Regions from separate parts of the Ovis aries genome. Here region 2 is linked to region 1. Evidence: chromatin contacts called from public Hi-C data. All regions are on one chromosome and are shown on one strand. The core of a region is the stretch at or near the end of the contact, and the rest is flanking DNA. Distances in the headings are between cores, read along the strand shown. Region 1 overlaps WWP2 (WW domain containing E3 ubiquitin protein ligase 2). Region 2 overlaps WWP2 (WW domain containing E3 ubiquitin protein ligase 2).

Evidence for each region. A called contact is a pair of places that touch in the nucleus more often than the background predicts.
Region 2: a contact with region 1 is called in a Hi-C map of omental adipose tissue, with 4 times the contacts expected there. The contact joins two enhancer-like sites. A contact is called at or near these places in 13 of 16 Hi-C or Micro-C datasets (blood, hypothalamus, liver and 7 more).

What each region holds. Positions count from the first base shown.
Region 1 is chr14:36,405,571-36,411,944 of ARS-UI_Ramb_v3.0, forward strand. WWP2 (WW domain containing E3 ubiquitin protein ligase 2) reads left to right here. Exons shown (of 24, transcript XM_060398453.1): 3 at 2,129-2,276; 4 at 2,631-2,752. Among named protein-coding and RNA genes, the nearest start is that of WWP2, 29 kb to the left of the region's middle. Within about 2 kb of position 3,366, at least 19 of the 54 cell types and tissues checked have an H3K27ac peak or open chromatin away from gene starts, as enhancers often do.
Region 2 is chr14:36,525,027-36,531,400 of ARS-UI_Ramb_v3.0, forward strand. It overlaps WWP2 (WW domain containing E3 ubiquitin protein ligase 2), which reads left to right. Exons shown (of 24, transcript XM_060398453.1): 24 at 1-238. Among named protein-coding and RNA genes, the nearest start is that of PSMD7, 16 kb to the right of the region's middle. Within about 2 kb of position 4,010, at least 11 of the 54 cell types and tissues checked have an H3K27ac peak or open chromatin away from gene starts, as enhancers often do.

The DNA of each region.
Region 1 (6,374 bases), core at 2,116-4,615:
ATGCCATGATCTTCGTTTTCTGAATGTTGAGCTTTAAACCAACTTTTTCACTCTCCTCCTTCACTTTCATCAAGAGGCTTTTAGCTCCTCTTCACTTTCTGCCATATGGGTGGTGTCATCTGCATCTCTGAGGTGATTGATATTTATATATATATATATATACATATATATTAAGTAAATACTAAAAAACAAAAACCAGAACTTCTCTGGTGGTCCGGTGGCTAGACTCCGTGTTCCCAGTGCTGGGAGCCTGGGTTCCATCTCTGATCAGGGAACTAGATCCCACATGCTGCAACTAAGACCTGGTGCAGTCAAATAAATAAATATTTAAACAAACAAAAAACAAGGGCCAAAAGGAAACATGATGGCAGAGTTCACAGAACTGGCCTGGGAGCTGGGAGACTTGGTTCAAGGCTGAACTCTGCTCTGACTAGCTCTCTGATTTTGGGTACATTGTCTTACCTCTCTGGATCTTAGTTGGCCCAACTGTTAAATAAAAGGCTTAAACTTGTTGATTTCAAAGAAACTGTCTTGCTCAAAATGGTAGGGCTCTGCAAGTAGTCCTTATTTTCTTTTTAGATTTAAGAGTCTACACGCAGAGCTGCCCTTGTACCACTAGGTGGCCTCAGTTAACCTCGATCTTTGTGTGTCGTAGCCTCATTTTCCCGCTCTGGGCCACATTTCCCATTTCTACAACCTTTTTTCCTAGGACCATCCATTGTTGCTTCTGAAACTTCACCACAGCTTTGTTGCTGTTGTTCCTTGATTTCTCTCTCCTGTTTTTTTGGGGCCTGGAGAAGAAAAGGATTGCTAGAAGAGAATCAGAGGTGGCTTTGCCCTGTCCCAGGTTGTGGACCCTTATAGGATTGTCACCCCTCAGAAGGATCTGGGAGGGAGAAGTATGCTAACTTTTGGTGGGAGCTCAGGCAGTCTTGTCATCACCGGTGAGGACTGTCAGTTATATCTTCTGATTTGGGGCATAGGATAGAAGCCATGTAGATGGGTTTTGTCCTAGTGACCTGGAGTTTCCACTGTGGCTGATACATAGTATAAAAGGAGCTTGTCTAGCATCCAGCCCTGGACACATGCTTGCTTAGGTGGTACTGAGTCCCTGGCTAGCTGGTAGGTACCATGTGAGCATCAGATGCAGATGGTTAACAAGTACATGGGAAAAATATTCAATCCGGTTAGCGACTGAAGAAACAAATAAGAACAAATAAGCAGAGTCTGTTCGGGCATGATGTGGAGTCAGGCAGCCAGAGGCACATCCTGGCTCGAAGCTCCTGGATGTGTAGCCTGGGGCAGTGACCCAGCTTCCCCAAGCCTGTTTCCTCGTGGGTGAAATGCAGTGATGATGTTATTTCCTGCCTCACTGTAAGGATTCAGTGAGATAATGTGTGCACAGCATAGTATCTGTGATAAGTGCGCATTAACTCTTAGCTGTTATCTTTATGCTATTTCTTTTTTAGTTTATTTTTTTGCTTCACCTACATGATTTGCTGAGAGTGAAAAAAAACATAGTACTCAGTGCTATGCAGTGGTAGAATGGATATGTTCCTATAGTGCTGATGGGTATCTATATGGGTTTAGAAAGGAATTGAGTGGTTTTAGGAACTTTAGAAAATGTTCATATCCTTTAAAAGAATACTCGGACATACATGCAGATACTTTATACATTTGTAGTCATTTTTCCTGAGCCAAAAGTTGGAGGCAATTTATTCAACTATGGAAGAATAGTTTACTAAATTATGGCATATCCTTATAAACGGGCTTAGGTTATAACTTTTGAAATGAATTTTTTGGGGAGAGGATTTTTAAGGAATTAGGGATGTAAGAGATGAAAGTCTAGAAAAAGTCTGTATTCACCAGATAGCAGAAAAAGTCTGGTATGACTTAATGATAATCATCCCAGTGTTTTCAGGTTAGGAGTGATTTTTTTTCTTATCTTCTTTTCTTGTGCTATATATATATTTTTATATCCTCACATTTTAAAAAAGTCTTTTTAGAATGAGGAAAAAGCAAAATTTCCTTTTAAAGGAAACAACAAAAAGAGGTAGAACTTGTGCCACAGGGGGGCAGCTGGGAGCCCTCTGACTCATCCTTGACTTTTTCTGTCTTTCCCGGCCAGTGGTGTCAGCAAAGCCCAAGGTGCATAGTCGTCAACCTCGAATTAACTCGTTTGTGGAAGTGGCTGTGGATGGACTCCCCAGCGAGACCAAGAAGACTGGAAAGCGAATTGGGAGCTCTGAGCTTCTCTGGAACGAGATCATCATTTTGTAAGAGAAAACCCCGTCTCTCCGAAGGCAGCTCCCCTGGGGGAGGTCGAGAAGTGGGTGGTGGGAGATCCAGGTGTGGTGTATCAGCCTCTAGTCCCCTGCCTTGGGTACCTGAGGTGCCTTCTCTTCAGGTGTTTTTACACCGTGGAGCTCACAGAGCAGTCATTGTTTGCTAGATGGTTCCAGGGTCAGCTCGGGTGGGGGTGGGGTGGGGAAGGGTGTCTGTGACTGTCTTCCTCTTTGGGGTCTCCCCTCTGGTCTCCAAGAAGACAGCAGTAAATTTCTCTGCCTTCTTCTCAGTTACAGGAATGACTGGCCTGCTTGGTTGTGATGAATCAAGTATTTGTTTTCTAGGAATGTCACAGCCCAGAGTCATTTAGACCTGAAGGTCTGGAGCTGCCACACCTTGAGAAATGAACTGCTAGGCACCGCCTCCGTCAACCTCTCCAATGTCCTGAAGAACAATGGGGGCAAAAGTATGTATGGTGCAGGGGTGGCTGACGTGATTCATCTGTGGGTGTGGGGAAGGGATATGAAGGCGGGGATCTCTCTCAGGTGGCGGATAAACCTGGTTGACCCGTTTCCTCCCGGGCCAGGGGCCGCAGTGACTCTGCTCCCTGTGCGTGGGATCCCTGGAGTTCTAAGAAAGCTGAGGGCTGCCCTCTGCCTCTACTGCGGGACTCAGCCCTCTTGGTCCAGGGCCCTTCGTGTTGGGATGCAGTGACATTTCCCTCTTGATCTTTCCTCAGGGATATGTGTACTCTCCTTCTGCCCCTGCCCCTCTTTTCCTGATGGGTGATGTGTAGAATCAGACTGTTGAATGCTTCCAGCCTAAATCATTATTTTCCCAGTCTGATCCCTCAAACAGAACAAAGGAGCTCTGCGCATGTGTGTGTGTGTGCACGTGTGCCGTGAGTGTCTGCATGGGATGGTGTTACAAACGGCGCCCTGTGCAGGCACTTGATAAACATTTCCTGTATATTGGAATGTGATGGAAGCTCCATCATGATTATTCAACGTGTCTCTGCTACACAGAGATCTAAATCCTAACGTCTGTTTATTGCTGTTTGTGGTCAGTGGAGTAGCTTGTGGTTGGGGCATCTGGACCCTCCCTCATAAAGCCTCTATTCAGAGCAGCACCAGATGTGGTGAGGGAATGCCACAGAAAGAAAGCCTCCTTCTTCTCTTGATGTCTGCTGTCTAGCAAATATTTTCTGAACATGGATGTCGCTTGAGAGAGAGGTGGGGCTGGGGAGCGCTGAGATTCAAGGGTCTCGCCTTTTTGAGCCTGTCCTTTCTGATGGGCCTGGTGAGTGCTGTTCGAGGCTCCCCTAGTCTCTTCCTTTCTGCTGGGCACGCAGTGACATGCATCCACTGTGGACCTGGGAATCATCTGAAATCAGGGCCTGCCTCTGTTCTAATTCTACAGGGAACTACCCCCTGCTCTGTCTTCTGAGTTGGTCTTTATTTTCCCACATGCTAGTCTACCTTTTATAGTTTGATTCTCAAGGGTAATTATGTTTACTGTGTCATTTGGAAATATACTTCTGGGCATTCTCTTGTTAGGATCATCAACCGACATGCGTGTGCTTTTCTCTCCTTTTCCTCGTGTCCAGTTGGCGTACTTTTGCTTTCAATGGCAAAGGTAATTGTAGAAAAATTGGGACTTACACCAAAGCACAGACACACAAAGAAAATAAATTCTCCTGGAAGCACAGTACCTGGTGATAATTACTATTAACTTTTTGATATATACCATTGTGAGGTGTTTTTTTTTCCTGTATGCAGTGTCTTAATATTTAAGAAGTCAGTGAAACAAAATTGAGATCATACATGATCATATTATTTTGCAATATGCTTTCTTTTTCTTCAAAGTTTATTAATATAGAGACTTCCTTGATGGTTCAGTGCTTAAGACTCTGCTTCCACTGTAGCAAAGTCTTAAGTAGGAGGCATGGGTTCAATCCCTGGCCAGGGAACTAAGATCCTCATGCTGAGCAGCATGGCTATAAAAAAAAAGAAACATTAGAATGTGTTAATATATTTTTATTTTAATTGTGATAAAAAACACATAACATAAAACTCATCTTCTTAACCATTTAAAAATGTATAGTTGAGTGTTATTAATTTCGTTCACGTGATTCTGTAGCTATCACCTCCATCCATCTCCAGAGCTTTTTCATCTTGCCAGACTTGAACTCTGTCCCCATTAAACAGCAACTTCCTTGCTTCCCTCAACCTCACCATTCTGCTCTCTGTCTCTTTGAATCTAGATATTGCCTATAAGTGGAATCATGCGCTTCTGTGGCTTTCTTCTTTCACTCAGCATAATGTCCTTAAGGCTCATTCACGTGGCATGTATCAGAATCACCTTTTTTCTCTTTTTAAAAAATGTATTTTATTTTATCTTGGTCAAGCTGTGTGACTTGCAGGATCTTAGCTCCCCAGCCAAGGACTGAACCTGTGCCCTCAGCAGGGAAAGCACAGAGTCCTAACCACTGGACCACCAGGTATTTCCCGGGAATCACCTTTTTAATGTTGAATAATATTCCATTGTATGGATACACCACACTTTGTTGATCCATCCATCCATTAAAGGACACTTGAATTGCTACTTTCTTTCCTACAGTGAACAATGCTGTTGTGAACATGGGTGTGCAAATATCTCTTCAAGTCTATGCTTTCAGTTCTTTTGGAAATATATTCAGAAGTAGAATAGCTGGATCATGTGGTAAATCTCTTAATTTTTTGAGGAACTACCGTACTGTTTTCTGTCATTGCAGTTCCATAAGATATATCAACATAACTTTAATTGTTCTTCAGAAGTCAGTTTTTGATGTCTGTCTGGTAGTCGTCTGTCAGATGACTGTGTGAAAATTTAGGGTTAAACACGTGAGTAATTTTCAGTGGTCACAGATAATTTTCACAGTCACAGATAATGCTGTGATGGTGCTCTTACAAGTTTACAGATTTTTGTACCAGTTTGTTAAATTACTGAACACTGACTTGCTGGGTTTAAACATTTTTCAAGGCTTTGGACACATATTGCAGGATTACTCTCCAGAGAAGTTCTCCCCATTTATCCTGCCATCAGTTTTTGCCGATGTGGCTGGTTTCTATTGTACTTTGGCATTTATTAGATTTGTTTGTAAGAAGAAAAAATATGTGTGTGTGTGTGTTTGGTAATTAACATTATGCCAGATTTGCTTCATCTGTTTATTTTTGGCTGCAGTATTTTATTATTTGTTTATTTTATTATTATTACTTCATTTCGTATGTATTTCGTTTTTGGCTGTGCCTGCTCTTTGTGGCTGTGGGGGGCTCTAGCTGCCATGAGCGGTGGCTCCTGTCTGGCTGCAGCGTGTGGGCTTCCCATGGCAGTGGCTTGGGTAGTTGTGGAACATGGATTTAGTTGCTCCTTGGCACGTGGGATCTTCCTGGACCAGGGATTGAACCGATGTCCCCTCCCTTACAAGGTGGAATCTTAAACACTGGACCACCAAATTAGCCTTGGCTTCAGTATTTTAAAGTAAATTACAGATGTTTCAAGCTTTTATCCTAGATTCTTCAGCATGCATCTCATTAAAAAAGGACTTTTTTATTTTAAACACAGTTACTTTTTTTCTTTTTACAAAAGTACTATTGTCACATCTGGCAATATTTACATGAATTCCTCATTTTCAACTAATACCCAGTTCATATTTGATTTCACCATTTATCTCAAGGTATTGTTTTACAGTTGGTTTCCCTGAACCTGGGTTTGGGCAAGGTCCCCTCCCTCCTTTTGGCTGTTATGTTTTCGAAGTCCCTCTCCTCCACTCCACTTTTTTTAAGGCTATGATTTACTCCAGGAGACAGAATGTTTTTTAAAAGTGTGTTTGTTGCCTTATTAATGTCCTTTGCTCAGTTTTGAACTGAAATTTACTTATACTGTATTTATATTATTTATACTGCATTTTAAATTTATTTATACTGCATTTTTCTCTCTTGATTTTGAAAGAGCTCTTTATATATTAAGGTTGTTATTCTTTGTCTTATAATTTTTGTTTTCCCAGTTTTTCATTTGCATTTTAATTTTGCAATCATTTAAAAAATTTT
Region 2 (6,374 bases), core at 2,760-5,259, 120 kb after region 1:
CTCACCGTGTTGGGGATTGGGGCACAAGCCACCATGCCATGCAGGGTTTGGGAGCCTCAGGTTCATGGGCGTGCAGAGTGCGTTCACGTGGGTGTGTGTGTACATACGTGTATATAACTGAGGTGTCTGTACGGAATGCCCTTTGGTAGCTCTGAGCTGGTCACCAGATTGTTTTGTAATGCCCACCCCCTTGCCCTTGGTATTGCCAGTTTCTTGTGCAATAAACAATCAGCAGCTGTGGGCAGTGTTGGCGTGGATGTGTCCAAAGTCACTGTCCTCCAGGCAAAAGGTCTCTGGGCCCCACGGACCTTCCAGGTCTACACGAATGGAAATGTTATGACCTTGCTGGTTTTGAGAAGTGTGTGTCATTAACCGAGGCAGCCACACTTCTGATGGGTGGCCCAGTCTTCATCTAAGGATCATGGGCTTCAGCCCTCATTTATTTGCCTCACGGCTACCTTTGGCCTGGGTTTCTCTGAGCAGTTGCCATGGCACCAGTGCATCAACAGCCCGAGGCTGCAAGTTGAACAGGTTTTAGGAACCAGCTCCTGGGTAGCCATTCATCTGAGAAACGTTTCCTGTTTTCTTGAATTCCGTGATGATAGAGGGATACCCTGGACTTGAGCTCATGGTCAGCCAGGGGCTTGCCGCCCACTTTTTTGAACTTAAAGGTTCTGATGGGATCCATCAGCGCAGTCTCGATGCCTTTGACATGGAAGTGATTTTGTCCTGGATCAAGCCTTGCTCTGATCTGGCGTCTTTCTGGGGTGGGGTGCGGGGAGGCAGAGGTGTGCAGAGCATCTTCTCCTGGGAGTTCATCTACCCCAACACCAAAGCCGTTTCTCATTTGACAGGGCTATGCTGTACTTTGAGGAGGTTTTGACAAAAGTTCATATGTTATACAGACATCTCATAATAAATTCAAATAAAACAGCCCTAGTCAAAATTGTTCTCCCCTTTCCTATCTCCCGAAATAGCTGCTGTTCAGTTTGCTGTCCTTCCAGACTATTTTATGTGTATAAATCATATGTACATATAATTTAAAAGCATATAAAAAATGAGATCTTACACACGTTAAGCAGCTCATCTCATTAAATGAGGTAGTAGGGACACCTTTCCGTGTTCGTCAGCCTAGGTCCAGTGAATTCTGTAGTGTGTGATAGTCCACGTCATGGTTGTTCTGTAACACACACACCTTTGTCCTAATGGGCACAGCATTTGTGTCCAGCAGTTTGCTGGTGAAGCCTCTCGGCCAGGTCTTGTGCACCGACGCTGCTTTTCTGGGAGGCGGCAGTCCTAGAGTTGGACTACTGAGTAAAAATTTTAAAAAGGTTTAAAATTCCAGGATAGGAAAGGTTCACAGTGAAAGCCCCCCTCTTTTGTTCCTCAGGCATTCTGGTCACCATCTGGAGGCAACTATTGTTGCTGGTTTCTTTTGGATCCTTCCAGACAGACTTTAAAATCCCAGCAAATTCTACTCAGTTGCCCTTCAAAAAGGTTCTTGTTTTAACAGCCTTAGCAGTGGACAGGACCCCTTGCCACTCCACTCTGGGAACTGGATCTGTGAGCTCCCGTCTGTTCTTCCAGTCCTTCTTTCACTTTTCCATCTCCTAACTCTGGGCATCTTCCCTCTTACTTTTACCTGATCAAAGTTTTTTGTTTGTTTTTTTAAAACATTTATGTTCTGTTCTGTAACCATAATGCTCTACTTTTTCTAAAGGTTTATTTAGAAAACTGAAAAGCAAGAAGAATGTTAATATTACTATAATGATATAAATGCTGTTTACTCCAGAACTAAATGGTATAATGTAATACAATTATGTATTCTTCATACAGCTCTTTAACCCTAGGGTTTCTAATTACTGATCTTTGCTTTTATTATATCCTCATTTTTTTTGTTCTTACTCTGAAGTGTTTCAAGTTAAATTAGACAGTCAGGAAGGGTCCCCACCTCTACATGCTGTAATAAGTCCCTAATAAAATCAGCCAAAGCTACAAAATTATTTTGGAAGTGAAGAGCAGATCTGACTCTGTTTGTCACCCAAAGTCTTTAGTGGGGCTCAAGACTTTACATAAGTAAGACCTCACTGGATTTGGAAATCTCAGCTGTTGCTCCCCCACTGTCCTATATCAGGGCTCACGGCAACCTTCTAGAAAAACTTACACTAAAGATCTATGTGCTTCCATTCAGGGAAATGCTTATAAACATCAGGCTGTTCTTGGTCTTGAGCTAAACTTAGCAACAAGGCCCCAGTCTCATCTTGGGGAAGAAAATTGAGTCAGTGCACAGAATTATTACCTCTACTTAGTTCTCAGCAGTCTGCCCCATGAATCTTTTTCTCCAGGTCGCTCTGATTCTGACGTTGGTTCAAGTTCCACAGTCACAAACTCACTTTCCTGTGGTCCATGCTGCGAGTCAAGCACCTATCAAGCTGACTCAGAGAGGTGCACGTGATTTATCTTTGGCCTGCTATCTGTTATTTGTACCTTCTGAACATCATCCTGGACTCAGGGCCTCGCTCCAACTCAGTCGGTCCCGGTGACAGTGATCATTGTTTTCTTTTTGATTCTGTCACAGTTTTGGCCCCTTCACCTTGATTCTCTTGTCACCTCTCCAGATGGCCTTGATGGTCTCCATGACATCAAATCCCAACTCTAGTTCTCTTGCCCAAACACAGAACCAACTCCTCCACTGAGCCCTGGTTCTTTTTGGTATAAAATAGTACTAGAAACCGAAATGTGGGGGTTCCATCAAAATGGTACCATGAACTCATGACTTGATCAGCTTCTTGGCTTCACAACCATTAAAAAAAAAAAAAAAGAAAAATATAAAAAAGAGAGAAAAGGCTGGCTCAGAAACAAGATAAACAAGTTCATGGGTTATAAATAAAACAAAGATGCAGAATGTTGGGCAAGATGGAACCGTTTGGGTCTCCTGCACCTAGAGCCTGGCAGTGGTTGCTGAGAGTTCAGCTGCTGTGGAGTAAAGGGTCTAATTATGCTCCAGAATAGATGGGGGGTGGGCACCAGTTGTGTACCTGATATGGCTTTGAGAAAGATGGAGGCCCAAGGAGGCAAACCCCTTAAGCCAAACCATCCCACTGGTTGTGGCCTGGATCTGTGACATTCCCAGGTTACTCTAGGCTAGGGCCCCAAACTGCCATTCAAGACCAGGCTGCAGAATGCACGGACAGCAAGACAGGACATGGCAGCTGCAAACCATCCGACAGGGAAGAATGAGTGCGGACGGAGGAGGAGGGAAAACAACTCCCTACTGAGAAATCTTGGCTCCGCACTTCTGAGAAAGACTGTCCTGAGTGGTCTCTTGCCTGAAGGTCTTTGCTGTAAGGGCAGTAGGTGGCTAGTGGACTCTCATGGAGCCTTAAGTGTCATTGTTTTCTGGGGGGTGATCAGTTTCTCCAGAGATGAGTCCTCTGCACCTCACCTGAGCAGGAGACTATCCCCGAGTCAGGTGGCCTGCCTATAGGCTTCCTGGGAGTAAGAAGCAGGAAGGAGCCAGGGTTCTCGGAGTCCTGACCACTGACCTTTTCGTTCCCCCTGGCCTTCTGCTCTGGCTCGAATCCTTGCAGCCAGCAGAGTGGAGGGAGCCAAACTGTACAGGGCTTCGGGGGTGGGGACCCACTCTTCTGTGTAGAATCTTTTACATACCCCAGTTTTCAACTTCCTGCCTTCCTGCTGCCCCCAAGTACTCAGTCTTTGAGGACTCGCTCATTTCCTTTCTGCATCTCCCTGTGTCTGAGGTTAAGATTTCTCCCTGGTTAGTTACACTCCTCCAGGTCCAAACTCTTTGTTAAACGACCTTGTCCATTGCTGAATCCTCTTAATGTTCTCTCTGTCCTTGTGGATTAAGACTTTTCATAAAGTGTTCTTCATAGTTGTCTCAGCGAGGCTGGAGAGGGAGAAGAGGCGCCTCATCTGCTGTCTCAGTTAACTTCCTCTCCTTTGATAGGTCTGCCTGCGGGCAGCTTGCAGCTGTGCAAAGAGGTCCCCACGAGGGCTTGGCTGTTCTGTTATATTGACTTTCCACTAAGCTGCTGTGTTTACCCCCGTGGCACTAACTCCGATCTTAAGCCTGAACCTTTCCCAGCTCAGAACCCTTGTTGGCTTAGCTCCTGCCGTGTGAACTCTAGGCTGGGGCTCCTGCTGCTTGGTCTCTACTCCTAATTTCCTCCTTCCAGAAATGTGTCGAAAACCACCTCTCATTTGCTGCCTCTCAAATTGGGTCAGTTGGCAAGGGGGAAATAGGAGATCTTTGACATTCATTCACACTCGTTTCAGTACAGTCTCGGGAGGGAAGAAGGATAAATAAATATTAATATATATATGATGTCAGAACTTTTTTCCTGTTTATTTTTCTAATTGGAAGATTGTTGTTAATTGGAGGACATTGTTACAATGTCATGTTCGTTTCTGCTGTACAACAGTGTGGGTCTGCTCTATGCATACACATATCCGTTCCCTTCTGAGCCTCTCCCCGATCCTGCTCTTCCAGGTCATCGTAGAGCGCCGAGCTGAGCTCCCTGTTACACAGCAGCTTCCTGCCAGCTAGCTGTTTTACACACGATAGTGTGTATGTCAGTGCCTCTCTCTCAGTTTGTCCCACCCTGCCCTCTCCCTGCTGAGTCCACAAGTCTGTGTGTCTGTTTCTGTCCTGCATGTGATAGGTTCATCAGTACCATTTTTCTAGATTTCATATATATGCGTTAATATATGATACTTGTTTTTCTCTTTCTGACTTTACTTCACTCTGTTATGACAGACTCTAGGTTCACCAGCATCTCTAAAAACAGAACGGATTTTTGCTAATTCGCCATCATTTTGCACCTTATCTCTTAAGAGCATCAACTTGGTTCCTAACTCTAGGGGTTTTATATTGTTTTGGTTTGTCATCTCCAAAGCCACTGGGGGCAATAGGTAGTCCTGCTTATAAACAAGAGGGATGTTTTGCTTCTGCATTTTCTATTAGCATCTTTATTCTAAGGTTTTCATTAGGCACTGAAATTTATTTATTTATTTATTTTTATTTTTTTAAAAAAATCTTTAATTCTTACATGCATTCCCAAACTAGGCACTGAAATTTAAAATGAAAACCCTATATAGTTGATTGTGGACTATCCTGGTGAATTCTTATTTTTATCTGTAGGGGACAGGCTTCTTAAGTGCCCCCCCATGACCCTCCTGATATGCACACCTTGTGGTATCATTCCTTTTCCTTGAGTGGGAGTGGTCTAGACACTTGGCTTCTAACAAACAGAATGTTGCAAAGGCGATGGGCTCTCTCTTCTGTGATTAAATTACCAAAGATTGGGACCTGCTTCTTGCTTACTGCCTCTATTGCCTTCTTGGCTTGTGTACTTTTCTTTAAAAAGAAAAAAAAAGGTATGTATGTATGTACTTATTTGACTATGCCGGGTCTTAGTTGCGACACAGTGTCTTCGATTTTTGCTGCAGCGTGCAGGATCTTTAGTTGCGGCATGTGGCATGTATTTCCCCAACCAGGGATTGATCCCAGGCCCCCTGCATTGGGAGTGTGGAGTCTTAGCCACTGGACCCCCAGGGAATTCCCTTGGCTTGTGTACTCGGATGAAGCAAACTGCCAAGGTGGTGAGGCCCACATGGCAAGGGACCGAGGGCCTCTTCGTGTCAGTAGCCAACGAGGAACCGAGGCCCTCGTCCGACAGCCTGTGAGGAACTAAATCCTGCCAGCAGCCACGTACTCCTGAACCTTGAGACAGCAGCAGCACGGCTGACACCTTGATTGCCACCTGTGAGTGTCGGTGAGCAGCGGACCCAGCTAGGCTGTGCCTGGGCTCCTGACAGAAACTGTGAGAACTAATGTATATTATTTTCAGCAGTTTAAGTTTATGGTAATTTGTTATGCAGCAGTAGATAACTAACACACTATCCTAGCTCAGGTGAAATGGTCTTGGATTAGCATGTCTTATATGTACCAGGTCCTGAATGTGGCAATGATTTTTTGTCTTTTTTTTTTTTTGGCTGCACTGCACAGCATGTGTGGATCTTAGTTCCCTAACCAGGGATTGAACGTGTGCCCCTTACAGTGGCAGTGGGGAGTCCCAATCCCTGGACCAGGGAAGTCCGTGGTCATGATTTTTAATAATGAGAGCCTTGGCATGTAGTTCAAAAACAATCACACCAACTAGGGATAAAGGCAGAAAGGTACCAGCATCACTCTCCTTCCTTTTCTTGGGGAAAGAAAGTACTTGGGAGTGGGAGTCCTTTCAATCCCCACCCTGAGCCCATGGCCTGAAATCACTGCCCGGGTGGTACTGATGGCCTCAGAGGCCTTGGGTCTGGCCGAGCCTGCAATGGTGCTCTGTTTTGGGGTTGTC